Regions from separate parts of the Mus musculus genome. Here regions 1, 2 and 3 are each linked to region 4. A link is a contact called in public promoter capture Hi-C data. All regions are on one chromosome and are shown on one strand. Each heading gives the region's core, a stretch centred on a gene start, on an enhancer-like site or on the middle of the called end of the contact. The rest is flanking DNA. Distances are from core to core; before and after follow the strand shown. Region 1 holds the start of Lhx2 (LIM homeobox protein 2). Region 2 holds the start of Lmx1b (LIM homeobox transcription factor 1 beta). Region 3 holds the start of Pax6 (paired box 6). Region 4 holds the start of Hoxd10 (homeobox D10).

What was found. Promoter capture Hi-C pulls out the DNA fragments that hold promoters and counts their contacts.
Region 1: a contact with region 4 is called in a promoter capture Hi-C map of embryonic stem cells, with 5 read pairs. The contact joins the promoter of Lhx2 here to the promoter of Hoxd10 in region 4. A contact is called at or near these places in 3 of 39 promoter capture datasets (cranial neural crest, embryonic stem cells and frontonasal cranial neural crest).
Region 2: a promoter capture Hi-C map of embryonic stem cells shows a contact between it and region 4, with 5 read pairs. The contact joins the promoter of Lmx1b here to the promoter of Hoxd10 in region 4. A contact is called at or near these places in 3 of 39 promoter capture datasets (cranial neural crest and embryonic stem cells).
Region 3: a contact with region 4 is called in a promoter capture Hi-C map of embryonic stem cells, with 7 read pairs. The contact joins the promoter of Pax6 here to the promoter of Hoxd10 in region 4. A contact is called at or near these places in 5 of 39 promoter capture datasets (cranial neural crest, embryonic stem cells, maxillary cranial neural crest and 1 more).

The regions. Positions count from the first base shown.
Region 1 is chr2:38,348,467-38,355,845 of GRCm38.p6, reverse strand. It overlaps Lhx2 (LIM homeobox protein 2), which reads right to left and starts at 4,538. Exons shown (of 5, transcript NM_010710.4): 1 at 3,953-4,538; 2 at 2,333-2,535; 3 at 994-1,397. The coding sequence starts at 4,072. Gm27197 (a long non-coding RNA gene) reads left to right here and starts at 5,106. Exons shown (of 2, transcript XR_374289.3): 1 at 5,106-7,379.
Region 2 is chr2:33,639,000-33,645,926 of GRCm38.p6, reverse strand. Lmx1b (LIM homeobox transcription factor 1 beta) reads left to right here and starts at 4,829. Exons shown (of 8, transcript NM_010725.3): 1 at 4,829-5,485; 2 at 6,252-6,438. The coding sequence starts at 5,329. Gm39790 (a long non-coding RNA gene) reads right to left here and starts at 6,266. Exons shown (of 3, transcript XR_866136.3): 1 at 5,980-6,266; 2 at 5,697-5,857; 3 at 5,456-5,548. C130021I20Rik (Riken cDNA C130021I20 gene) reads right to left here and starts at 4,734. Exons shown (of 3, transcript NR_046275.1): 1 at 4,583-4,734; 2 at 4,326-4,451; 3 at 264-3,800.
Region 3 is chr2:105,671,906-105,678,749 of GRCm38.p6, reverse strand. It overlaps Pax6 (paired box 6), which reads right to left and starts at 3,006. Exons shown (of 12, transcript NM_001310144.1): 1 at 2,778-3,006. RefSeq lists a cis regulatory region at 3,392-3,526, a promoter at 2,945-3,526 and an enhancer at 6,217-6,417.
Region 4 is chr2:74,688,909-74,695,359 of GRCm38.p6, reverse strand. Hoxd10 (homeobox D10) reads right to left here and starts at 3,469. Exons shown (of 2, transcript NM_013554.5): 1 at 2,636-3,469; 2 at 254-1,269. The coding sequence starts at 3,380. The coding sequence ends at 992.

The DNA.
Region 1 (7,379 bases), core at 3,289-5,788, about 36 Mb after region 4:
ACTAGCCCACATTTCCCTTCGCATGCAGTTCAGACTATTTAAAATCCTAAAGAACCTAATTTCTGCTTTGACCCATAGCCGATCTACAACCTTGGTTTGTTTTGGTTTTCCAACCCCCCCCCCCCCATCTTGTGATTTACCCTAGGGGGAAAAGGAGAAGAAAAAAAAATTGAGCATCGGATTTGTTGTTACAAACTTAAGAGAGGAAACGACTACAAATAAACTAAACTAAACTAAAAAGCCAGGCGAGTCCTAAACCTTTCCTGGCCCTGCAGACTTCGGGCAGATGTTGCTGGGCCTCAGAACCTTCGCAACTGTTCAGAGCCAGGATGGTGTGGGAGTCCGCTGGAAAGCCCCCCGGACGACAAAGAAATGCGAATTGAGCCCCTCACAGCCTACTGTGAGGACCCTCCAGCTCCAGTGTCTTTGGTAGAGCTGCTTGCTAGGAGGGGAAGGGAAATCCCCGAGACCTGGAGGTGCCGGGTGCCTGAAGATCCGGCTGGACAGAAGGACCCATAGCCCTTGCTAGTAACAGATCCAAGCCTGTGGCCCTGGGGACATTCCATATAACCGGGCTGCAAGCCAAACCCAATGGTGCTCTCGGCCACTGCCAACCTTTTCTCTTGGGACCCTCGCTGCCTAGAGCTGTTGGTCTCCCCACCCTCGGCCACTCCGAGCCTGTTTGGTGTCGGCACCGCCTTTCTCCCCCGCACAACCCCCTCCCCCCCGCACTTTCTGCACAGCAAAGCCGGTGAGGCAAACCAAAGGCAACTCCAAAATACAATTTCTCAGCGACAAGGTCCTGCACCTGGATCACCAATGAACTAATGCATTCTCTCCTAATGCTTGCTTCAACCGAAGGAGCACGGACTGGAAGCCAGAGTGCTAAAGCCCTTTCTATCAGAACACTGGTGCGTAGGTACCCACTGTACAACAAGCACACTGAAATCTTTCCCGCGACACCGCCAAGGCTTCAGACGGTCTTGCACTCACCGGCGTTGTAAGCTGCCAGATCTGCCCCGGGTCCTGGACTCTTGCGCTTTCTCGGCCTCCCCTTTTGCACAGTGCCCACGCCGTTGTAGTAGGGAAGACCCAGCGGATTAGCCCCGGCTGAGCCCAATCCTGCACTCTTAGCTGCTGCGGCTGCGGCTGCCGCCGCTGCCACGTCGGCATGGTTAAAGTGTGCTGGGTATTCGCCCTGCAGCAGAGCCTCGAAGTGCAAGCGGCAATAGACCAGGCTGTCCTTCATGCCGAAATGGTCGCCGGTCGTCAGCATCTTGTTACACGTTGTGCATGTGAAGCAGTTGAGGTGATAAACCAAGTCCCGAGCGCGCATCACCATCTCTGAGGCCGAGATGCCCAGGTGGCAGCGGGCGCAGCGCTGCACAGAGAACCGCCTGTGGGGACCATGGAGGGAGGGGCTGTGGGGACAAATGGTTGGGTATCCCCCCCATATCCCTATACCCCTCCTCCAGGTGCTGTTGCTGTCACTGGGGAGTGGGGTGGGGTCCCCTCCTCAAGACAGACAGCCTGGACTCCAGTTAGAGGGTTAGTGAGGAGGGAACTAGATTTTAACCCAGGCCTGGCCCTGCCTGAAATAGTTTTCCTTAGCCATCTTCACACCCACAGGAAAGTCTACTTTATTCAGGATCTGAGCAAGTCTTAAGAAAGACTTTACTTAGAATGGGGAGCAACTCCCTCACTTACCCCTTCCTCAACCTTTGCCCCTTCCCTCTAGACCAGCACCTGGGAATTCTACACACCGCTGTAATTTGGAAGAAACAGAGATGGGAAAAGAGAGAAATAGAGATAGAGACACACAGAGAGAATCTATAAATAGACCCTAACTCTAAGGCTGGGGAAGAGAAAGACGACCGTGGCCCTTACTTTTTAACCCTGGCCACCTTTTACTATAGGCCTCACCCCCAACCCCAAAGACCCCAAGCTGCTGAACTATTCTAGCTCCCCCTCCAATGTGCTCTCACGTCAGCCAGGCTGCCAGAGTTTGGGGTGTCTTATTTCTGTCTCCTCTGGTTGAGTCAAGAAACTTCAAAAGGGAAAGTAGCATGAAGACCCCACCCACCCAGGCTGACTTTTTAAGCACCCTAAACTCAGAAAGGAGGGTAACATTGGTTTTTCTGTTCCTACACTTCATGATTCTTTCCAAGGGTGCCCCGAATTGCTAATTTAGAAAGTTGTCACCAAATTTTGGTGGGTGCTGGCTTGGAGAAGAAGGGTCTTGGGTGGGGCAACCTGGACTGGGAGTGAAAGCCAAGGAGGTGGAAGGTGTGGGTCCCTGAAGGCCAATGGGCAGGGTCTGGGTAGGATCTACCTGTAGTAGTCTTCTTTGCAGTAGATGCTGCCATCCTTGCTGAAGCAGGTGAGTTCCGACTCCAGGTTGAGCTTGCATTCACAGCACTTGAGGCAGCGCATGTGCCATTGCTTGTCTACTGCCAGCAGGTAGTAGCGGTCAGAGATCTTGCCCCCACAGCCAGCACACAACGCTGCCCGGTCACTGCTGATGGACGGCATGGTCTACAAAAGGAGAAAGACAGAACACTGCCATAAGGGACAGCCTACAGCTATGCTCCCACCAAGAAAACTCTCCCTGAGCTCCTTCCCTGGCCCTGGTTATATCTGAATCCGCCTAGAGGACGGTCTAACTGGGCAGCCCATTTTCTCCATCTACCAGGCCCAAGCTGCACAGCTCAGCTCCAGGCAACCACCGAGCCAAGCCGCTGCAGCAACACTTTACAGTTCTAAGTTGTTCTCAGGCCTTAGGTCTCCCTATTCCTGCCCTCGTGCCCTTGCCCCAGGATATCCTCACAGCGGTTAAGTATTGGGACAGAGGGGTCTCTTCCCCCAAGCTCTCCAAGGGAATTCCTCAAAGTGTTTATTAAAGGTGCTGGGCCTCAGAAAAGAACCAAGACAGTAAAGTAAGGTGAGTATTAAAAGTCTTCCTCCACCGGTACTCCTCTTCAGAGGCAGCAGGGTTCCTGGCCCCAAGCCTCAGTAGCCTCTTGATCCTTAGACCAAAGGTTCAGCCCAGGGCAAGTCCAGCAACTTCTGGTTCCCGCTTGGGTCTTGCGAGTAGGTTAAGTGGGATACAGGGCGACCTTCCAGGAGGGTGCAAGGCAGGCCCATGTGAAATTTTTTTCCTAATAAAACTGAGCAGCGGAGGTTTATCCGGAAAGAAAGGCTTAGGGGAAACCCGGAGGTCACGGAGCTGTGGCTCTAGAAGGGAGAAACTCGGGCCAGGCTTCCCACCTCCTCGGTCTCTAAAGGTCACTGCAGCCGCTGCTTAGGCAGCGTCTGCTAGTCTGGCCCCGGGGGAGGCTATTTGGGGCCGGGACAGCAGAGCCAGGTACAGAGAACCTAATGGAGTCTCCTTCCGCAGAAGCCAGGCCGGTGACTGAACTCCGAACCATTGCCTGGCCAAATCTAGCCAGTTAGGAACACGGGTCACGATCAACGGAAAGTGCTGGCCCAGATGTCGCAGGGCCCTGAAACTGAGCTAAGGAGAGAATCCCAGACTGCCAGAAGACTGAAAGCGATTCAAACCAGCTAGGGCTTCCACCGGTTCTCCCTTTTCCCGAGGCGTCGGCGCCAGCACCAGGAGCAAAGTAGTGGAGAGTCAGGTCTGTGGACCGGAGCGCCTCCGGGAGCGGAGAGAAGAGAGTGGCCTCCACTTCCACTCCCCTTCCACTTCTAGAACAACGTTCTCCTCCACCCTCGCAGTCCAGATCTGGGTTTCAACCTTGACTCCCTCCTCCTCTCTAGCAGCTGAGTTTCCCCTGAGTCTGGTGCCCCGGGCCTTGCACCCTGTCCGAGGATTCCCCAGCCTTGGTCCCGTGCGTCTCGGAGGACTCTACCTAAAGTTCGGGGAACAGAGGCGCTGGCTGGCCCCGCCAGGTCCCAGCTCTCAGCCCCAACTCCACAGCCGCGCGCCTACCGTCTCCGTGTCGCCGCGGTCGATGGCGGAGCTGATGGCCGGAGCCTCGCTCTTGGCCCTGCGGTCCATCTCGTCGATGACCCCGTGCACCTCGGGGCCCGACAGACTGTGGAACAGCATCGCGGCGGGACCGGGGATGCGGCTGCCCCGAGGAAGGGCTTGCCCCCCGCCTCAGCTGCCTGGCGCTCCCGGCGTTAACCGGCCCAGTGCATCGCCACCGCGGCCCCGGCCCCGCCCGAGCTCGGCTGCGCCCCCAGGCTGGGCTCCGGGCCGCGGGCGCCTGCGGGCCAGGACGCCTCCCGCCGAGGCGTGGGGGCAGCTACATCGCGGGGCGCCTGGACGGCGGCGCCGAAGCCAGGGTCACAAGGGCAGGGGGTGAGGTGGGGGCGGGAGACCAGGGCAGAGGTCGGCGCCCGCTGTGGGCGCTTTCACGCCGCAGGCATCGCTAGCTGGGTTCTGGCGCCCAGGGCGCAAATCAGGGGCGCAAACTCTGCCCCAGGCGGCGGTGGCTGCAGTCGGGGTTCACCCAGGAACAGCTAGGTGCCCGCGGCGGCCCAGATGCCTGCACGTCTCTTCCCCCCGGGGTGTGTTCCCAACCAAAGGCGAACTGGAGTAGGGGGTCTCCGCGAAGCCTGCGAGCTGAGCCGAGCCACTGGGAGAATTGAAGAGGAGGAGGAGGAAGAGGAGGAGGAGGCGGCGGCGGAGGAGGTGGAGGAGGAGGAAAAAGGAGGAGGAGCAGAGTGGGAGGAGGAGCCGACGGCCGCGGGCCCAGCCGCGCGCAACGCTACCCAAGCGCGCGCCGAGCTCAGCCTCGGCTCTGCAGTCCGCGCCAGCGCAAGCCTCCGCGCCTTTTCTACAGCCGCGCCTGACATCACGTCCTGCCGCCGTGCCATTGGCCGCCCGCCGCCCCAGGCCTTGGCAGCGCGTGCTCCGGGAAGGCGGGAGACCCAAAGGGAGGGGAAAGGCTAGAGGAGGAGAGGAGCGGAGAGAGGAGGTGGTGGGAGCTGGTGGGCGAGGCTGGAGGAGGAGGCGCAAGGGAGGGAGAAGGGAGAGCGCGGGGTTTGGAGTTTTCTAGGCTGCGAACAGTTTCCTGTGTTTCTTCAGGAAGAAAAATTAAACCTTTCCTGGAGTCTCTGTCCTAAAAAAGCGCTGCCAAAGGATGCTTGAGGAAGTCTCCATTCTCCCCCTTGGCCTCTGGAACCTGGGGTTGAGGAGGGGCAGAGAAGACAGACCAGGAGTACTGTTTCAAGAGCCTTCGGCTGCTTCCCGCCCATCTGGGCTTCGGTCTGGGGCGCTACTCTCTGCGCTGCGTTTAGCAGCGCAGCCCTCCCGGGGACCAGGCGCAAGTGCCACCAGAGCAATGACTCCCAAGGGTAGCGGGCCGGCCAGCATATCCTCTCTTCAAGTGAGCTAGGGACTATACTGCCAGGCGTGTAGCTCCTGGATTTCTCCAAAGCTCTGCAGTCTGGAGGCATGTCTTTAGGAACTCAGAAAAAGAAACAAGGAGTCCATAGCTCTCTCCCATGTACGTGCAGTGTGATCCGGAGACAGTGACTCAACCTCCTTTACAATGTTTGACTTTCTCAAAGGGAAACAAGAAGGCCCCCTCCTTTTAGGTGTTTGGGTGTGATGAAAGAAATGAGTGGAAAATATATAGAGCATAGTAGGCACTCAGCGAATTTCTTAATCGCTCCCTCTTTTTCTTTTCCTATTTGGATCTTCTCACTCCGGGATATACTTGGCAGTTCTTAAAGACCAGAGGCCTATTCTCTTCCTTCCTATGGGGTACTCCATCCCACTAGCTCTCCCACTCTGGACCCACCCTGCCACCTGGTTGCACAAGAACTAACAATAACATGGCCTGCCCAGCAAATCCCAACTGCCAGCCCTGAGTCTCGTGGCTGAACCCGGGGCAATGGCTAGGTGTCTGGTGGAACAGGAAGGGATTCGGGAAGAAGAAAAAAAGAAAAGAAAATGTGATTTGGGGTGAAAAAGAAAAAGGGCAAGACAGTTACTGAAACTCCTTTCTAGGTCCGTTTTACAAGTTGCTTTCTTTCCATGTGATAGTGGGGAGAAATGAAGTCTGAAATGTCTGCTTGCCTGGCACAATTAAAGGGAAGCCAGGACCTCTGTAGTTTATCTCACAGGACACACAGTTGAGGCAGCATGAAGTCATACTTTTTACATAGTGTACATAACTTTTGCTCACAAGTAGGTGTTGCACTGGTGTTGCCTAAGCTCGTGCCCATGTGTGAAAATGTTCATGCTCGTCTCTTTTTGGCAAAAATACAGCCAGCACGAATTTTATCTTTGTTAATAACCAGCACAACAGTACAGGAGGTATACAGGTGGGCATCATACGGAGGAGGCATCTGAACATCCAGGACTAACACTTGTGTGCTAAGGCGAGCCTACTTGATCTTCTGTGAGCTCCTATCAGGTGTATTTGCAAAAACTCTTTAAGTTATGCATGTGTATGTACACACTGCATGTGTAAAGATGCTCTAACTTTAGGGAGAGACCATCAATCTAAAGACAGGCATGTGCATGTGCAACCACACAGACAGTCCTTCAGTGCCCACATAGACGCTGGCCCACGATCAACTCTAGGAATATATTAGCACGTTATACTGGGGTATCTGGGACAGTTTTGTGGGGTTTTTTCTTTTCTCAAAGAAAGTAGGAAATGAAAATTGAATCTGGGAGTCACCAGTGTTGGTCTGGAGGTTGTTCAAGGGGCAGGAAACTTTGTAGGAAGCCTGGGGTGATGTCCTTGGTGCTGGCTGGACTCAAGGGGCTGCCTTCAGAGCTGGGGAGGGGATACTTGGTGATTCTTGTTAAAAGCTGCCCAGAGGGTAGGGAATTATACCCATAAAGAGATGTACACCACTCGGTACCCACCTCTCTGACCGGCAGTCCCCACCCATCCTTGGCCTCAACTTTCCGGCTGTTGGGATCCCCATGGGGCACTTCTCTATTTATTCCTCGCATCTGGTTAGGACGCAATAGTGTCTATTGGAGGCTCAAGCTCATATCCCGCCGCGGGGAGGCATCTGGGCACCCCGGCCCAGGGTTCAGAGGCCGCTAAGTTTGTTAATCATTGGGAGACGTCGCTTTGCCCTGTCCTGGGAGACTAGGCAAGGCGAGGAACAGGCTGTAAACACAGATCCTGACACGTGAGTGACATTTACACAGTGCGAGGAAACGCAGCCTAGAGAAATGCAGGGGGGTGGGGTGGGGATGGGGTGAGGATCAGGCTAGGACAGGTAACTGAAACATTCACAAATGTCCTCGACCCTCTCCCCCTGTCAGGGGTAAAGCACCCTCAGTTCCGGGTACCCTGTGTTTTGTGGAAGGTGACAGGTGAACGGGATTCAGGTCTGGCCACTGCAGCCACTGCCTACCTCCCTACCATCTGCTTCCCCGC
Region 2 (6,927 bases), core at 3,580-6,079, about 41 Mb after region 4:
CATACAAAAAAAGTACACACATCACAGTCTCTAACGGGTTTCTTTCCAAAGAGCTTTTAAAAAAAAATCTTGATTCTATTGCCTCTCAAAGCTCTCACTGTCGGTGTTAGCTGCCCTCAGCCTCGGTTTTCATGACAAAGTGAGAAGGCTGAGCTGTTTGTGCTGGGTGCCCAGGCACTGGCCGTGTCTCAGGTGGCCAGTCCACAGTAGCCGGCTCGGGGACTCCACCTGTCCCAGAGGGAAGGAAGAGACCAGACAGGACTGAATTTGAGACAAGTCTGTTTTCGTTCTGGCTCTAGAGGCGGCAGAGGAACAGAAAGAGGAAGAGAGTCTCCTATGTCTAAGTAGCAGCTCTCCTCCCATACAATTATTCATCAAATAGTAGATCTAGAGCCCCACAGTGAGCTGGCCACACCACGAGCACTTTCATGTGACCCTCTCAGAGACTCTGTAAGTCTCTTTTATGCCCATTGCACAGACAGGGACCTTGAAGTACAAAGGCGCAGCAGGTCTTTTACCCTGGTGTCTCCTAACCAGACCCTGAGACAGACAGGGATGCTTCCTGACACCTGCCCTTCTCCTGTTCCTAACCATTGTGTAGCCAGTAGGAGACCTCAGTTCTGGGCCACCAGTCCTGGGAGGGCCTTCTCTGAACCTTCCTAAGAGCTGCCGGCAGCCTTTGGATCTGAGAGAGCCTGATTTCCCCACAAGTGGAGCAAGTCCATGCCTGATGGTCCAGAGTAATGGCCAGAGTGGGGGTTGTTGGAGGGCTGAGGGATCTGGCTGCGGATGTTCATCTTCTGGCTCTAGGCATCCTAACACTCACCAGCCACCAGCAAACCCTGACACCCCTCTCTCATCAGCCTCAAAAGCCCCCAGTGGAGAATAAGTACCCCAGAAACCCCTCTCTAGTCTCGCCTCTCTGGAGAACTTCCACCAGCACAGGGAGACTTCAGACGCCCTTCCTTAGGTAGTAGAAAGTGGTCGTCCAATGCTTTGACTCGTGTGTGGGGTGAAGACCAGCTAGAATGCTCAGAGGGGTACCTGGATGCTCGGGAGTTGGATTGCTAGTGATCGACCTCTGCTGAGTCTTGGGCGCGCCCTTGCTCCATTTCCGTGGTCTTCGGGTTCTTCATCACTGAGGGTCTGGGATAGACTGAGTTTCCCCGAGGAGCAGCTCCCGACTTGGCCCACAGTTTTGGGACAGCTTTGATTCTGCGCGGCAGAGCCTCGTAGATCTTGAGATGCCATTAGCCAGGGGCAGCATGGGGTGAGCCTAGGTGTTCCATGGCTTCGGTTCTTGAGGCAGAGCAGGAAGGCCGGTGCGATGCTTCTGATAGCCTCCTTGCTGATGAATCCAAGGCTGTGGTCCTCCTCCTGCTGGGATCTGACACTGCAGCCGGTGGTTCTAAACCTGGAGGAAGGGTCCTCTCTCTCCCGGACTCTGGTCAGAAGCACCAAACGGTTGGGTTTTCGCTGGTATAGCCCTTCCCCTCACACCGCTCCCCCGCTCTCACAAGATGGGTCGCTACCGAGTGAGGTTGCAAGGTCCTAAAGGAGAAGAGCCAGAGACCAAGTCAGGGCTCAGGAGCTGCACGCCTCTGGGATAAGAAGAGCCCGGATCTCTCCCTGTTTTGTTTCTTGCGATTCCAGCAGTCGCTGGCAACTCTCTTTCTCAGGTGGAAACAGTCCCGAGCGGATTCTGCAGCAGACGTCGGAGGCCGCAAGCATCCCGCGTTGGACGGCGCGGAAGAGATAGGCCACCTGCGTTGTGAGTCTCAGAGCCAGGGGTGGGCATCCGCTTGTACAGAAGAGACGGGCGAAGCCAGGAGCTTGAGGCCCGCGGAGAGAAGTGGGTCTAGGCCTAGGCCGGTGTTCTCCTGTCCAGTCGTATTGTTCTTCCTTAGAGGCAAAGGATGGGAGACCAAGAACCCTAAGAATGCCTCGGAGACACATGGACGATTATGTGGGGCAATGTGAAGACCGGGTCTAGTCAATTCGGGGTTGAAAAGTAAGGACAAAGAAGGCCTACGGGTAGAGGAGAACGGACAGAAGGAAACAGGCATCTGTGAACGGAGCATCGTCCTCAATCGGACTAGAGACAATCTTGGTGCCACTGTTCACCCAGGGAACTCTGGACTCAGTTGCCGACAGTTTCGGCAGCCTGACCCGAGTGGGCCGGGCTGCGCAGGGAGAGGCCCCCAAAACTCTGAGCCTTGGAAAACACACCAGCCATGCATCAAATGGGGGGGGGGCTACAGGTGTGCCCTCGGTGCTGAGACCTGGCTTCAAGCACTGCAGAACGCGCAGCAAACACAGTCAAAGGTCCAGACCCGGTCTTAGATGCCAGCCAGAGGATCAGGGAAACCTCTGAAGCCGGGCCACAGGGGCCACCATTCAGCCAAAGAAAAACGGAGAGGAATGGGGTAGAAATGGACAGGCACAGGGAGCGTGGGGGAAATGGGAGGGTGAAGATGGGGGTGAAACACTGTGCGATTGCTTAGAGTCCGAGGTTCGTCTTTAAGGTTTGAGACAGAGAAGATTCTTTCGACTCAGCCTGAAGGAGATGGCGAAGCTCCGGGCCTGGAACCAGGGCTTTCGGTGCCCAGCAGTGGTTGCAGAGACACACTATGGCCAGCAGAGGGCGGAGTGCACCCGGTTGGGCCGCTGCTTCTGCGAGCGGTTCGGTGCCTCCCGGCTCTGCACGCCCCAGCCTTTACCCGCTCGGCTTCTTCCCGCAGTAACGCGCCAGGGCCCAGATACCCAGAGAAGGCGGTCCAGATCCAGGCCCAGGCCTCTGCCCAACCTCAGGGCTCAAGGCCTTAGATTTTTCACACTGGGTAAAAACAAGGACGAAGGGTGGGTGAAGAAAACTCTACATCCACATACCCATGCTCCTGGATACACAAAGGCGCCGAGAAATACACAGAACACAAAGCCACAAACACAAAAACCCCTGGGCGACACAGAACAATTCAGGAGCTCCGGGGCAAACAGAAACACAAAGGTAACTCAGAGACACACTTATAGAGAAAAATCTACCAGATTCGCTAAAGGGGCCGAGGCGCATACAAAGGCGTAGACATCTTCACTATCTACACCTTCACGAGGACACACACAAAGACGTGTAAAAAACATGACATAGAAGCACGAGAGACGTGTACCGAAAACACACACACTCATTGCCTGGAAAGACGTAAGGACACACAAACACAAAATGTATGTGCACAGGAATACGGGTGCACACGTTCTCAATAGCTTCCGCGAGGCGGGAGCGCGGACACACACAGACACACTCCGATACCCACCGACACACACGCAGGTACTGGGGTGGGGCGGTGACCGCTAATCCTCCACAAAGCCGGGCCCCTCCGGGGGGCCCCCCCAGCACAGGGGGCCACTTCTGACCAAGCCTCCCTCAGGCTCCAAATCTGATCCGCCCTCTCGCCTCTAGCGGGGTCAGGGGACCCGCCCTCCGAGCCCTCCATCCCCTCCCGGCTTCGCGCCGCTGCTCCACAGCCGGAGGGGCCAGGGCCGCCCAGCAGCAGCTCGCAGGGGCTGTTAACTCCTGCCCTGGGACCGCACCATCCCTCCTGCTATTCCAGGACGAAACCCGCGCGGGAGTGGTGGGGCCGAAGGTACCCTGTTTCCCGATGCGACGTCTTCTAGTTTTCTCGCGGATGTCTGGCCGGATGCACCCAGGAGTCTCCAGCTGCGTGCCGCTGGCCTTGCGTTGCCCGCTGTCGAGGCCCACTTTGCCAAGGGTGGCCAGCGCTCAGTCTCTAACCCTGGCCAGGTCCCTTAGCCACAATGAAAGGGCACCGATTTCAGAGGTCACACAGATTTCCTTAGAACGACTGTACCCATGCCGTTCCAGGCCTCCACCCCTAGATCTTGAGGACACCACTTCTTACCTGCCCCTCATACTCCAAGCCTTGGGAGGCCCAGCCTTCGCCCACTGACCCCGGCCGGGAACAAGATATCTTTCCGAGCCCTGTTGACCCTCTTAACACTCTCTTGGTCTCAACCCGGGCCTGACCGTCCTCTTTCACCCAAGATCTCCCATTCTGGCTATGAGAGCCCCCTCAACTCATTCCCCCGCCCTATTTCTGCCAGGCCTGGGCTTTTTGGGACTACTTACTCAAACTACAGCCCTTACACCCCCTCCCCAGGTCAGGGTTCCCTTTGGCGAGTCCGGGGCCAGCGGTTCTTGCTTACATTTGATGTTCCCCATCCCTCGACCCTAGGAGCCCTCTCAGCACACCAGGCTGTCCGGTGCAGGCCCCGCCTCCCGAGGGGACACCAACTCAGACCCTGCGACCTACCTTAGACTACGAGTCCGGGTTTGGGCCAGCCGCTCCCGCCTGGCGCTGTCCCCTGGAGAAGTCGCTGCGTTCCCCGCCGTCCTCACAGTCTGGCCTCGCTTGGGGCCACTCCTCTGAGCGCTGGAGCTTAAAAAAAAAACAACAAAAATATTAATAATAAAAAAGGCAAGAAAGAAAAAAAAGAAAGCCTGATTTCCCCAACTCCCAAATCAATTTTTCAAGAGGGGTGGGGCACAGGATTTGTTTCGATGGCTAACCAAACTTCTGCCAATGGTGGACAGGATGGTCGCCTGGATTCAGGGCGCGGCACGGGGTGCAGGACGGGGGCTAAGGGAGCCCTCCCGCAGGGAGGGGGGGAGGCGACGGCACTATTTGACGTGGAGCAGCCGGCTCATCCCGGCGCAGTGATACGAGGCGCACCAATGAGTTCAAATGTCAGGAAGTTTGAGGAGGGGTGAGGCGGCTCGGGGCCGGAGTATCCCTCCGCCGCCAGCCCCAGCTCTAAACCGAGCGGCTCCTCGGGCGCACCATGGCACTGGAGTAGTGCGGGGAGCGCGCCTGGAGCCCCGCGGCCTGCTGCGCCCCGCCCGGGACCCTGCTGCGACGCCCGCGCCCCCCCAGCCCGCGGGGCCGCCCCTGCACCCCCGCCCCCTCCCCCGCCCGCCGCCGCCGCCGCCGCCTCCTCCTACTCCTCCGGGCGGCTCCGCGTGCCGCCCGCTGCTGCAGCCGGGACCCGGGGCTGACAAGCAGGTGACAGGCGAGCAGCGAGTGCGCGTGGCTGCGAGTAGCCGGTAGAGAGCGGCGCGCGGGGCTGCCAGCCGCCCGGGCCCTCCCGCACGACGCCGGGGCCCGGGGCCAGCGCGCCGCCGCTCCACGCTCGCCCCGGGGCAGCGGGCGGCCCCGACCCCGCGGGCGCCGCGCCTCCCCGGCTGCAGCGGAGCGGGCGGACGGGCCGGAGGGTGAGCGGCCCAGCCGGCGGGGTCCGCAGCGCGCCGGGCGTCCCATGGATATAGCAACAGGTCCCGAGTCGCTGGAGAGGTGCTTCCCTCGCGGGCAGACGGACTGCGCCAAGATGTTGGACGGCATCAAGATGTTGGACGGCATCAAGATGGAGGAGCACGCCCTTCGCCCCGGGCCCGCCACCCTGGGGGTGCTGCTGGGTGAGTGCTGGGTCGCAACGCTCGAATAGTGCGGGTCAGGGGGTAGGGTTGTCCGTCGTGCCGCTGTGGATACCGGCGTGAGGGGCAAAGAATAAAGAAAATAGGTTTTCAGGACGTGGGGAGGGGGTCCGGACCCCTGGAATGACCACCGGAGGGGTAACAAGCACACCGAGACAGAGCTCCCTGAGGGGAAAACGTTCAGGGACGTCACCTAGACAGAGGACTGAACAGCCTCAGCCGTCACTCACACCGTCCTCTCCGGGTCTGGGTTCTAGTGCTGCTACACTGGACTGAGCTGGGGTGGGAAGCGGGTGGCAGGGATGCTGGAGAACCAAGTTGTCTCCTTAGAGCCCGGGAGAGAGGCCAGGTCACCTGGGGAAGGGGAGCTTTTAGAAGAGAAAACTATCCCCGGGTCTATCCCAACCGCGGTTCTTGGGGTAGAAGGTTCCAACAGCATCGTGGGGCGTGTCAGCCAGCGAGTGTCCTGGCCTCACCTCGCTGGTTGGGTTCCAGCCGGCCACCCCGCGCGGAGCTCCTTCTCGTTGGTAATAACACCATCCGCTGGATCTCCGCGAGCGGGGAGAGCGCAGCGCCCAGCCAAGGCTGCAGGCCCTCGGCCTCACGGCGCCCCAGCTTACGGAAAGGAGCGTGCTGTCTAGGGCTGCCGGGTCTCTGGCTCGCCGGCTGGGGTCCTCAGGCGACGGGAGGCGCTCCGGGGCTGGGCCAAGCGGCGCTGACGGCCCGGCTCTCGCCCTGTGCGCTGCAGGCTCCGACTGCCCGCATCCCGCCGTCTGCGAGGGCTGCCAGCGGCCCATCTCCGACCGCTTCCTGATGCGAGTCAACGAGTCGTCCTGGCACGAGGAGTGTTTGCAGTGCGCGGCATGTCAGCAAGCCCTCACCACCAGCTGCTACTTCCGGGATCGGAAACTGTACTGCAAACAAGACTACCAACAGTAAGCGCCTCTCGCCCTCCTCTCTTTCCCCGCCATGGACCAGCACTCCAGCCCGGCCGGTCCCTGCCGGGAAGGGCCCACGCCGCCCTGCGGCCGGCTCTGCGCTCCACTGGGCCCGGCAGCTCCGATGGCTCAAAGGGCTGCGTGTCTCCGGGCTGGGGCGAATCATCTCCTTCCAGCCGACAGTGGTGGGGTGCCCCTAGGTGCCATCTGTTGTCCCGGAAACCTGCGCAGAGTGACTGAATTGGGGTACAAGACAAAGCCCGGGGCGGACTGGTCGGTCGATACGATGTTTGTCCTGGGAGAGGGCTTGGCCCCTCTAAAGCCTGAAGTGGGGACAAGAATATATTTTCCAAGAAAGGCATTGCTTTAGAGAGCCAAGCCTGACTGTGTTTCCCCAGTTCAAGAGCGTCTGGGGTTCCTGGAGCAGGGAGGTGGGTGCTGGACCCTGGCTGCGATGCAGGCGGGAGATCTCCACCCTGGCTGGCT
Region 3 (6,844 bases), core at 1,757-4,256, about 31 Mb before region 4:
GGGGGAGGGTTAAAATAATGAAATAGTCACAGCATCTCATTTAGTTTTATTTTTAAGAAATCATTCCCCCCCCCCGTTTTGTTTTGTTTTAGCTGTGATGATGATTAATTTTGCCACCCTGCAAAGAATTCCAGGGAATAGTTTTCTCTTTAAGGCCTTTTATGATTTAACTTTTAAGTAACTGAGAGGCAACTTAAATCCATAAGACCTAAGTCTAGGATGAGGACTTTCTCAGTGTCTGTTTAATGACTGAACATAGCCAAGGACTAGATACCATCATTGCGGTTAACTCCTACAGTCTCCTTCCTGTCTCTAGGCCAGTTCCTGAATCTATATCATGTCGCGAACAGATACCTCACCTAGAACAAAATGTCCATCATATATATATATATATATATATATATATATATATATATATATGACTCAAGCTGCAAAGGATAGCAGGTGTATGTGGAGGGTGTGTGTATGGAGGGTGTGTGTGTGTGTGTGTGTGTGTGTGTGTGTGTGTGTGTGGAGGGTGTGTGTGTGTGTGTGTGTGGAGAATTCTGTTTGCGACAGAAAACTTCCTAAGCTCTTCTCGAACCACATTTTTTACACAGCCTCATGTCTCCAAGCCGGCTCGGACCTCCGTAATACCATTTTAGAAAATTGTCTAGCTGATCCCCCAAAAGCTAGCTGATTAGTTTCCCAAGCAAGTGGGAAGGTGATAGCACTTCAGGTTCCGGTTTTGCTCGGTTCCCACCCTCCTCTCCTCTAAGAAGCTATCTAATTACCTAAGTAGTCGTTAACACTCAGTGCAGAAAGCACCCTGGGAAGCAGGGCACACCCTGCACCCGGAAGCAGACCTATTCTTAAAGAAGCTAGACCCCTCTGCCTCAGCCCAAACCCCTAGCCTAGGCTAGGTCTTTGTATTGCCTTGGAGGGGGTCATAGTCCTGCATCAGGAATGAAGGAGTATTCAGAAATCTCCAAGGCCACAAGGTCTGAGTCTCCAAGGTCCATTGGACCTCTGTCCTCCTCACTCCCTGACCCAAACCCAAGCCAGAACTCTCACACTATGCTATTGTTTCAATTATTTAAATTTCAAAACCTACTCCCGCATTCCAGAGCTGAAGTGTTCAGAGAAGCTTGGGTTCTCTCTTCCAGATGCCCTTCCTGGAAATTAGCAATTAGGGCGACAAAGTTTACCCTCCAGGGCCAAATGATTACAACTCATCAATTGCCTTCAAACATATGCAAAGATCCCCAGCAGCCCTGCTCCCGGTTAGCGGCAACCTCCTCCCCGTCAGCGGCAACAACTAACTATTCGTGCTCTTGGGTAAACCTGCTAGGCTTTCAAGGATTTTAGCTTGTCAGTTGTTTTTCTGATCCTATCTCCTCAGCCCTTCCCAAGTTCGAGTTTAACATCCAAAATGGCGAGAGAGAGAGAGAGAGAGAGAGAGAGAGAGAGAGAGAGCATTCACTTTGTTTTTAAACTTTTCAGAAAGCTCATTAATGAAAGGCCAGGTTTTTTAGCACTCGAAAAAGAAAGCATTTCCACTTGAAATTCAACTCCATTTCCCTCAATTACACTTGCTAAAATTCGAGGCTATTATGGCTCAGGGAGACTGAGGAGATCTGCCCCGGGAAAGAGGCAACAACTTTCTGAACTTTGAAAAGCCACTTTTCCTCCTGGGGTCTTAGAATCCAAAAGCTCTCGAATTACTCAGACTAATTAGCAGGGAGAGGACGCGATCCGAGGAGAGGGAAAGCCAGTGCTTTCTTGTAGTTTTTTTTTTCCCCCTTTAGGCCACACAAAGAAAAATATCAGTACACTCGAAAAGGGGGAGCAAACCGCCTTTCCAGCTCGAAACTTGTTGAAATGGCAACACGGGGTACAGCTTGGTCAATGGAGACACGGGAAAATACCCACCAAGAGCTGGAGGTGGGAGTCCACAGGACAGGGAACACACCAACTTTCGCAAGATAGAGTTGTGGGAAGCCGGGAGAGCTAGGGCGTTTGTTTCCAAATCTGAGCTCAGCGCTCGGCTGAGGCTGGAGGCGAGGGCCCTGGGGGGTGGATGGAAGCTGGCAGTCCTTGCGATCGGCTCGGAGCTCCCTCGCAGAGCGCATCCGACCGCCTCGGCCTAGTGGCTTCTTTCACCGCCCGCTCTCGCTCTGGGTCCCTCGTGGCCTCCGGCGCACGGCCGTGGTGCCCATCCAGACGGCTCCGGCTGGCGGAGGGCGCGATGACCCTTTGGTGCTCGAGTGCTGCGGGCAGTTCTGTGCCGGGAGAATCTTGCACAAAGCCGGAGCGCGGGCTGGCGGGAGGCGGCGCGGAGAGTCGGCTGGTTGGGCGCTCTTTGCGCGCTGGCTCGGCCCGGGCTGGACAAAAGCATCGCCGGCGGCTGCTCTCCGCGGCCTGGGGCACGGAGGAGCCTCTACGTCCCTTTGCGCTGACCGCGAGCTTTTGGAGGCGCTGAAGCTGAGAGCTGCGGTTTGCGGGGGCGCCCTGCAGCCTAGCTGCTCTCCGAGAGCTCCAGCCGCACTTGCGCTGGTGCAGAGCCAGCCGCCTGCCTGAAGATCCGCGCTGTTGTGGCTCGCGCGGACCGTCGCCCTCCGACGCGGGCTTTCGCTGGAAGTAGAAAGTTTGGGCTCCTGCGTGGAAACTTCTCAGGCCCAACTCTCCCGGCGTAGCAGTGGGGGAGGGGACCGGCGAGAGGGGAGGAAAGAAGAGAGGGAGAGACCTGCCAGGATATTGAAATATAAAGAAATTGAGAAGAAAGAAGCGGGACTCACCTTTAAGAGGCATCCTCTCTTTCGTCGTTGTCAAGGCTCCTGTCAAGAGTTTTGAGGGCTTTTTTTTTTTTTTTTTTTTTTTTTTTGGTTTTTGTTGTTTGGGTCCCCCCCCCCTGTTGTTGCTTAAAGACCACAACGGTTTGAAATGACGGTATTTTAAAGGAGTTGCTCGTGAGAGTTTTCTCCACGGACGCTGCTGGGTTGGTGTGTGAGAGCAATTCTCAGATCCCTGGGAAGAAGACAGAGATTGACAATAAAATGGGCTGTCAGCGGCTGGAGAGTGAGAGATAAAGAGTGTGGGGAAGTGGCTGCAGCCAGCACACCTATGCTGATTGGTGATGGCTCAAGTGTGTTAATGTGTGTGTGCCGGCGCCCGGCCTCGCCTCCACCGCTCCTCACTGGCCCATTAGCGAAGCCTGACCTCTGTCATCATCCTCCAGCAAAACACTTCCTCCTGCGCCTGAACCAGAGCGGGAAATGAGGCCGAGCCACGGTTCGCTTTTCAAACCCACTAATCACTCCGCAACATGCAAATGCACCGCTCGCTCCCACACAAAATATTGCTTTATGCAAAGCAGCGCCGGGGCCTCGCGCCAGCCGATTGGATGCTCCCTCTCCCTGCCTGGTGCAATTGGTCGGTTTGTTTGAATATGAATACACTTGTTTTCGGCTCTGCCGGTGGGTCCCGGCTTCTCTCTCCGGCGCTGGGCCCCCCGCTCCTAGGCTCTGGCGCTCGCCGAGGTCTCCCGCTCCATGCGCTTCGGCGGCCAGCGCTGCGGCCGCGAACTTGATCAGTCTAATGGAGGCCTCTGAGCTGGAAGCATGCTGCCCCCGTAACCCCAAGCTGGGCCAGGGGTTCTCAGTCCGTGGAGGTAGCAAGTTTCACCATCTCTACGAGGTCCTTTCTTGTACAGTGGCCTGCCGCTCCGCCCCATTTCACCCTAACTTCCCACCCCTTGTCCACCTCGGCCTTGGCCCCAGGACACAAAGTACAGCGGTGGCGGCTCTCTAGCCCACCTGACTTTTAGGAACAAGAGAAAAGAGGCGGGAGTGTCCCTGGATCCCAGCAGCCCCCACTCCGGCGATGGTGGCACAACTATGCCTAGGCCCGAAGAGGGCCTCCAGGCCGAGAACTCAGCGAGGCCCGGCGGTCACCCCAGCTCAGGCCTCCCGAGCCTGCCCATTTTCCCCCCACCCCACTCCCGCACCGCTGGCATTTTCTTCTCTTTCTGCTTTCCGAAGCCGCCGTGCTCAGCGGAGCGGACGCACTGCCCCAGCCTGGAGAGGCTCGAGTAAACACGCCACTTACTTTGTGTACAGAGGATTCTTGTGAAAAGCTCTGAAGAGTCCTCACCAAACACTCTCCAACTTCTCCCACGTGCCATTTGTTGACTAAGTGCGGCTGCTTTTCCAAGCCATCGAAAGGAGGGGAAGACAAGAGGGGAGGGGAAGTAGTGGAAGCCTGAGGGTGGGGGTGGGGTTTGACCAATGCTGGGAGAGATTCTGCAAGTGTGTGTCCTCGCCGGCTTTCTTGGTGTGTCAACGTGTGTCGTTGTGAGGAACCGGTTATCTGTGTGTGGTGCTTATGTATCCCCGCCAAGACTCCCTTCTCTTGGGTCAGCTCAGTCCACGGAGGCAATTCCCCTTCAACTGTTGCCAGAAAAACGGCGAGGACAGTAAGTAAATGGCTTTTCCCTCCTGACCACACACCAGAAGTCCATTTGTTGAATGCCGGACATTAGGATACACCTCAGTACACTCCAAAGACGTCCCTTGGAGTCTGCAGTTTAGGTGACAGGGGAGCAGGCAGCCGCCTTGTCCTGAGCTGTCCGGAGCTATCTCGCAGCCTGCGGGCCTTGGAGCCGAGAAGTAGAAGGCCTGAGATCCGGAACACACTCAGAACCCAGCAAAGGGAAGTGGGGTTGGCAAAGATCAGGCAAGGAGGCCGAAAGCCACCATCGAAGCCTTTGATTTTTTTTTTTTTTTTTTTTGACTTAGGGAAAGAACCGAAAGTCAGCGTCCAGCAGTAGTCTGCTCACTCAGTTGATCTCTGGCAGGCTGCGCTGATGAATCCCCATGGGAGTTGGAGCCAGATGGACGCTGCAGGCTGCCTCTGAGCCTGATTTGGACATCCTAGTCTAGCCCTTGCCTGGGGCCCAGCAATAAGGACCCAAGGAGCCTTAGCAGAGTTCCGGGGACAGAAGAGGCCTTCCGTAACCCGAGCCAGAGGTGGGTTAGCACAAACTGCTCATCTCCTCAGCTTGGGAAAGGTGGCTGACTAGCTGGGCTCACTCTGGAGGACCTAAGGCACTGGATCGGAGCTAGAAGGAAACACTGGCCAGAGGCTAAGAAGGTGGTGCCACTGCTGCAGTTGGCGGCCTCCAGTGAAAGATTTCGTAGGACCGGGACTTTCAGAGGTTCCCAGGAAGTCCTGCCTGAAGTCCAAGTTCCAGATCAGAGAAGTCAGCATTCTCCTTTTCTCCCCTTTTACATCTCAAGCAAGCATTAAAGAAGCAAGATGAGGGGGGGGGGTGCCCAGCGACTGTCCCAATTGGAGGCGGCGAATATCATTTTTACAACCTCTCAATTAGCAACCCAGTGGATTAGCACCCTCTTAAGCTTTGCCTAAGAAAGAGGCAGCCATAATCTTGTTGCTATTTCCCCCCAGGGCACTGGCTCTTTCAATCAGCCCCTTCTCCCACCCACAACCCCCATCTCACCTCAGAGAAAAGTTTTAACAAAAAAATCAGAAGAAGCTAGGAGCCTGGCATGAATGCCGCTGACGTCATTGGGTGGGGATGGGGGCTTCGGGTGGGACTGTTGGAAACTGCACAAACAAGAAACAGAAAGGACTTGGCTGCTCTAGTGTGTCAATATTTGGGGAGGGGAGCTGAGGAACAGAAAGAGGCAAAGTTTCTAAAGTTTAAGGAAAGGGATGAGAGCCAGGATCTCTCTCTCTCTCTCTCTCTCTCTCTCTCTCTCTCTCTCTCTCTCCTCTCTCTCTCTCCCTCCCTCCCTTCCTACTCTCTCTCTCTCTCTCTCTCTCTCTCTCTCTCTCTCTCTCTCTCTCTCTGCCTGTCCTTGGTGAATCATCTTTTCTGCCAAGCACCTGCTGTCGGGAAGAGACCTGGAAGGAGGGAGGCTAAAACCAAGGTGCAAGGCACTAGTAAAACGGAGACAACGCTCGGGTCGCCATTTTAACTGAGGCTTTCAACCCGTCGGAGGCCCATTTCGCTTGTCCTCCAGTGTTAGTGTTAGAATAGAAAGGCTGGCGAAGCTGCATTTTAGGCGCCCCCCCCCCGACCCCCGCTGCCTTTCACTACTACTCTGCTACTCTTTCCTCCGTTCTACCCTCTGACCCGTGCGAGGACGGGTTTTCCTCTGGCCGGGTAACTGAAAGCTCGTGGTGTAGAGTGGCGCTGGGGGCATCGAGGTTTGCCCGACGGTGTTCAGAACCTCTCTAACCATCATGGATGCGAAAGTAGGAGGCCCCTTCAGAATCACTCCCAACAGTCCCTGGTAGCCTGTACCCACCGCATTTAGTCTCTGTCCCGAGAGCGGCCCCTGGCGAGGCAAAGAAGTGCCCAGTTCTCTGGGGAAATGTGCTTTGGCCTCACAGCCTCAGAACAACCAGTACTCCATTCCGTGTTCCCACACCTCCAAACTCCCATTTTGACTGGTCCTAGCTGAGGCGCGGTTGCAGACACACTGAGGAGGGCAAGGATGAATTTCTTTGGAGGAGGAAGGTCTCAGTAAACACCCGAGACACTTTAGAGAGCTCCAAGTGTGTCTCTTTCTGCAGGCCCTGAAGAGTGGATTCCAGGGATCTCTGGGATGGCAAACAAATCAAAAGGTCATAAAAATCAAAGTCTTCCACCCTAGCCACCCAGTTCCTGATGCCTCCCTGGCTTGGGGCTTTCTCTCTCCGCTTACCCCAGCAACCTGCCTGAATCCTGCTCACCGGCTAGCCTAGCCAAAGCCCAGGACAGTACAGAAACAGAAGAGAGCCGAACGACCGCCCAGCGGCGCCTCCAGGCTTTAGCTTGACTGGAAAAAGCCATGGTGCC
Region 4 (6,451 bases), core at 2,220-4,719:
GAGGCGAGAACGGTCTTCCCAGTTATGAAGACTGAGCTCTCAGGCTGAATCACGAACCCTTCTCAAACCCATCATTGCCATATTCTAACAGCCTAGGTCTTCTCCAGTTTTTCTCCTCCCATCTCCTTTCTCCTGCCCCTCCCAGTCCCCTAGTCCACTGCCCCCTGAAGAGCAGTTTGGTCAGAAGAAACCCTCCCCAAAGGCTTTCCTCTCCACCAAAACGTATATTTCCATTTCAGAAAGCAGAAGGAACAAACCCATTTCCAGAGTTTATTGCATTACACATGCGACCAGAACATGCACAGAAAAGCACAGGTTGCGCTTGTACTTCTACCAAACCACAGATGCACCACAAGGAAAGGCTACAAGGCATAAGTCATCAATATTCCATTTCACCAAGGACAATTGCTAAGTTCATTTGTGAAAAGATACATTGTAATGTGCTTTTTAAAGTCCCCCTCCCCCCAAAGCTTGTGGGTTTTCTTAATCTTTTGAAATATATATAGATATAGGTTGTTTGTTTTTTTAAATACTGGATGTTTTCAAAATGCCATGAGTTCATGGGCTAACCACACACAGAGAACTTTTATGTTAGGAAAAACATGGAAAAGTCACATTGCTGGCGGGATAGATGGGTGGGATGCGATGGATACGTTTAGATGGATGTTCTACAGTTCCAATAAGTTAAGACCCAAATGAAAATGCGCAGTAATAGTTACCCTGCATTACGATGAAAAAAAATAAATTACACGTGCTAAGTTTTTTTAATATATATATATATGTATACTCATAGGGATTACAGATCACTTGCAGCACGAACAGAATGACCCCAAAGTCACATTCTAGCAGGAAAACAGAACAGAACAGAACAAAACAAAACAAAAAAACCAAAGAGCAATGAAGGGTTTGTTTCCGCCTTGCCAGTCCTCCAGCACTCAGGCCTGGAACTCGGTGCCCCCTCTCGGATCCTGGCCTCACATGGGCCTCAGACCTAAGAAAAGGTGAGGTTGGCGGTCAGTTCTCGGATTCGATTCTCTCGGCTCATCTTCTTGAGTTTCATTCGGCGGTTTTGAAACCAAATCTTGACCTGCCTGTCGGTGAGGTTAACGCTCTTACTGATCTCTAGGCGGCGCTCGCGGGTGAGGTACATATTGAACAAGAACTCTTTTTCCAATTCCAGCGTTTGGTGCTTGGTGTAAGGGCACCTCTTCTTTCTGCCACTCTTTGCAGTGAGCCAATTGCTGGTTGGAGTATCAGACTTGATTTCCTCTAACAAAATTAAAGGGAGAAGAAAAAAAAATCAAGAATTTTTTTTTCTCTCAGTCCATTCAAATATACCCTTGGCCATGACCCTGCTGCCAGATGGGCTGCTTTGGACAATGCTGGTATTAAACATCACTTACGAAGGTGGGCATGAAGGGGATTGTAAATTGGTACCAATTTAGAACTAAATACTTAACACGATGAATGAAAGGATATTCTGTGCCAGAGGCTGCCTCCTCATATTCTCTCTCTCTCTCTCTCTCTCTCTCTCTCTCTCTCTCTCTCTCTCTCTCTCTCTCCTACACAACTTTTCTGGCTTGCACAAAATGTGACTATAATAGCAAACTTTACAGGATTCCTCCGTCCCCCCAAAAACATTCTAAGCCGTCAGGCCACCAGAAAGAACCATAGCTTGCTTCATCTACCAGTATCTCACTACTGCTCCAGGGCCCCAAGTCGGCCGCTTCTTACCCACCCCTCCTAGGCAGACAAGGAGATCCACAACCAGGTTTATAGGGATGCAGGCTGTTTCAAGAGATAATGAGGAAGCAGGGATCCCTTCTCCACCCTGACTGGGCATTGTTACAGTTCCCCCCTTCCCCCCAGAATTTCCTCAATTTTTCTTTGCTCTCACACAAAAGCCTTCCTCCAGAAATGTAACTCTGTGGCTCACCCGGTAGACAGTGAGGGACAGACTGCAGAAATGGGCGTGGGGGCTCAAGATTCCTTCTTAGAAACCCATATCCCTGGTTCTTTGCATTACCCCAGCCCTAGGTGGGCAATGCAGATCTGTTCTCCCCCTCCTCCGCCTTTGCCCCCTTTGTAGAAGATTGCAAAGCCTGCGGCACTTTCGCCAGACAAAGCCAAGGTTACCTCTGCTTCCCCACCCAAGCACCAACAGGCCAAACCATTTCCTTTCCCTCTTAGATCGCAGGATGCGGGGTGCAAACCCTTGAACACAAACACGGTGTCTTAGGCTACCTTAAAATGATCCCTGGGTTCAAGGCAAAAACTAGGGCTGCAAATCTGAGCCAAAGAAAAGCGGGCACTGGAGCCCTGTTTACAAACGGCTGGTCTCCTTTTAGCTCTTTTGTTGTATTTCGGATCTGGCTCAAGACTGATAAACCCGGCAAGCCTGTCCTCTGCCCAGGCGCCATCAGCTTGGGGCCAGGTCTGGCCGGAGCAGCGGGAGAGAAGCCCCGACCCTTTCAAGGCAGGGATATCCCTTCTAAAAGCCGGGTGGAGCAGCACCTGCGGAGTATGGGCTCTGGGCTCCGCTGCCCGGGCTCTGCTCTGGGCACCCGAGCGCTCCCTTTTCGAGGTTTTACCGGACTGCACGCCCCGCTGGGGTGGCAACTCTGTTCATACCGACCTTTGCTTTCCTTCTCCTGCACTTCGGGACTGGACACGGAAACCTCAGCCAGGCAGCTCCTGTCTTCTGGAAGGCCGCCTTTGGCCTCGGGGCTCTCCACTTGGGAGACTTTAGTGGGCTCCTGGCCGCTCGCGCTTTCGTTCATCTTCTTTTCCATCTGCAGCTGGGCAGCCGAGAGCTGCGGCTTGGCCGCGCCACGAGGGTTGAGCTGGAGCATGACAGTGGAGCTGCCTTCGGGGCTGTTATTGTACTCTTGGGTTTTCCCGGTGGCGTAGGTCTGACTCAGTCTAAAATATCCAGGGACAGGAACCTCGGGGTTCTCAACAGGACAAGACTCGGGGACCAGCCTCTGGTACGAAGGGACCTCGGCAGAAATGAGTTTGTTGCGCTTATCAGAATACATGCAGCAATTGGATTCTTCTTTAATGTTGGCGGTGAATGAGCAAGTGGGGACTTGCTGTGTAACAGGTTGCTCTATTCGACAAGATCTGTTCGGGTCTGTCCAACTGTCTACTTGAGGTATATAAGGATGTACATTCATACCCATATTTTGGTGGTTCACTTCTCTTTTGGCCAAAGACGGGAGCAGTCCACAGGTTTGCATTCCATAGGTCCCCATGTCTGCGCTAGGTGGTGGCATGTACATGCTGGCGCTGCTCGAATAAAAACTGTCACTCCTGCAGGCACTGATCAAGGAATCTACTAAAAAAGTATTAGCAGCAGGAGAGCTGTTGGGAAAGGACATTTTGGGGAGGAATTTGAAGAAGAGAGATTGTGTCCTTTGTAGGCTGACATCGCTAGGAAAACATTCCCGGTGTAATTGTGGATGCCTCTGCCGACCACATGACAACCAAGCCAATGAGATTTGAAAATGGCCTTGAGCCGCAGCCTCCTTGCAGGTCACGTGTTCCCCAGCCCGGCCGGCTGGCCGCGTAAGCACGGACAACAGCGACATCTACTAAGCGCCTGTGATAGTGCGCGTTGGAGACAACCGGCCCAGAGCTCTGCTGCCGGCCAGCCTGTCTCCCGGGGCTTGTTTGGCCGGCCGGCCTGCCCCACTCGAGTCCCCCACCCGGCCACCGGGCCCCGCCAGCGGAAGGAAAGGCTTGATTCGAGGGGCCTCCGGGAGGACACGCGTACTGAGGAAAGTCAGAGCGCTGTGGCGCCTGCTCACAGAAGCGCTCTCCCTGCACATACCCAGGCAGAACGCGCCCAAGAGGGCCGGTTCCCAGGAAGGGATAGGGGCGCGGGCTGGTTAATTTAGTACTGGGCAGCCAGGAAGGTGAGTCCGATTTCTCTAGTTCGGAAACATCCCTCCCTAGGGTTCCAAAGGGGGCTGTGTGAAAATCTTCAGTGCAAAGATTGGACCAAGGTGTCGGGGAAGCACTGGCGAATAGGGCCCCGAGGGTCGAGAGGCCACCACGCAGCTGGGCAAACCCGAAGCTCGGATGATGGTTCCAGCCCGTAGCTACCCCCTCCTTAGATCTTTCTGCTAGAACTAAGGGGGGGGGGGAATCGGCACCCACGAGCTCCTGGAGCCTTGACTCTGAGAGTAACCACACCCTGACCTTTGAGGACCGGCCGCTGGGAGCTTCCTAGCTTGGAGATAATCCTTCGCCAGCCGTTCCCTATTCGCGAAAGCGTCTCTCCGGCTCCCAGAAACAGCTAAAGCCAGATTTCCTTCCCCTGATAACACAGGGCAGAGAGAAAGGAAGGGAAAAAGAAATTTTTTTTCAAAAGAAAAGGGAAAACTCTGATCCCCGGACTCCACAAGTTTTAGAAAACCGGGCCAGAAGAAAAAATAAAAATAAAAAGAGGAGAGAGCAAAGCAAACTTGTCATTTAGATCTTCTGCAAAGAAAAATATGTTTTCCTTTTATGGATTTTGTAAAAGCATTGGTTTCTGACAAGTGCAAGGTACAAGGGGTTGTGGAATTTATTAATACATATTAAGAAGAATCAGGGCGATCAATAAAATTCTCATCTACATTCTTGGGCTACTTGGTAATTTTCTTGCTTCTGAAGGTTTTTAAAGAGTTATACCCGCTGTTGCCACAAACGGGAAGATATTTTATTAACAAATCAATCGAGACTTTGTAAAGGATAAGATTAATAGTTAAGATTTAGCATAATGGCGTTTGCTTTATGAATTATTGAAAATTATACTATTGATTTTTCCCCTCCGCTACTAACCAAGAAGGTCAATTTTTGTTTTAACACAAATCGTCAAATATTAAAAGCTATACTTTTGTCAGAAGTTAAATTTTATAGTTTTGGACGATCCCTAAAATTCTTTGACAAGGTTTTGTTTGGGCAAGAAGGGAATAAAGAGGGAGAGTCTAAGTCTTCCGTTTCCTCTGGTGAGGGAAAGTTTTATAAAGAGGATATGGTCTGGGGTTGTGGTCCAGCTCATTAAAGAACAACCACTGCCACAACCACCGTGGAAACTCAGAATTTTATGAGAAACTTGAACAACTTCCTCCCTTCTTCTTTGGTTGCAGGCGGCGAGCCGCCTTGCGGAAGCCCGGGGCCTTAGGACAGCAGCAGGGAGCTTTAACCTTGATTTCCAAAGACTTGCCCTGGACCAGAGGCCCTGCCTGTGTGTGGGAGCCGTCCTTCGGCCTTCCGGGTCCCGTTCCCGGCAATCAAGAAAGTAAAACGGACCCGGAAACTGTGACCGTGAACCAGCTCCCAGTCGGAAAAGACATCTGTGTTCCCTTCTCCCACATTCGCCCAGGAATGGGCTGGCCTTGGATTTCAGGCCCAGAGACTGAACTTGTGGATAAATCTGTTTTCCCCTCAACAGAACATTTCTGTGGGGTTCGATGCTCTTTAAGGAGCCCTCAGCGTTCTGGGGGACCTAGTTGCTCTTTTCAAAAAAAAAAAAAAATCACTCACACCCCAGCAAAGTCCTTTGTCCCCCTCCCTCCCCTAAAGGAATTTCTCCCGGCCTGATGAAAACAGGCTTGGAGGTTATTTTCGGCCTTGGGACCGATTGGCTAGTCTCCTCTCAGTGCCCTCGCCCAAACAATAACCCCTTTTAAAAAACTCCACGGTGGCAATGAGACAGACCTTTTAAACCTTTACGCAGCTGTTCAAATACAACATCATTGTCAGGTTAAAGCCTGGAGCCTCTCACTGCTCTGGCTGCTGCACCCCGGTGGTGGAGCCGGAGATTTAAACATTACCTTTCTACAGGGGTGGCTATTTTTAAGCTGGGGAGGGGATGAAGGGTGTTAAGTAAGGCATAGGGGGAAAAAGAACTTTTGTTCCTAAGTTGCTAAGATCTTGATCAAACCTAACAACCACTGATTAGCACCTCAAAATTTTCCTTTTTACATTGTGGCGATCAAATTCTGAGCTACAGCTAAATATGCCCAGAGCTGAACAATGTGCCCGCAGCACAGCTCTCGGCAGTCCCCCTGACGCCAGCTTGGCGCTTAGGCATTGTGTTGCTTTGCATCTCGGCCAGGAGAGCTAGCTGCCCAGGTTTCCACTGCCAAATTTTCCTAATCCCAAGCAATGCAGAGCTGTTCAATCTAATCAGGAATTTTATGCCCATCAAATGCCCTTTCATAATCTTTATTTATACACGAAGAAAACACCCAGTCTAAAAACAAGCAATTCCTTACAGAGCTGGTAAGTCTGCAGTGAAGTGGGAGAGGCAAGCTCTGCCTTTTCTCTGTGTGGGTCTTTCTGTTTCAGTGTTCCATGGCTTCAAGCTCAAAGTCACCTCGTATTAGATTGGAGTTTAAATAGACTTTCACTCAAAGGCAGAGGGGGGAAATGTGTATGCCAACTTAAAAATGGAATCTAT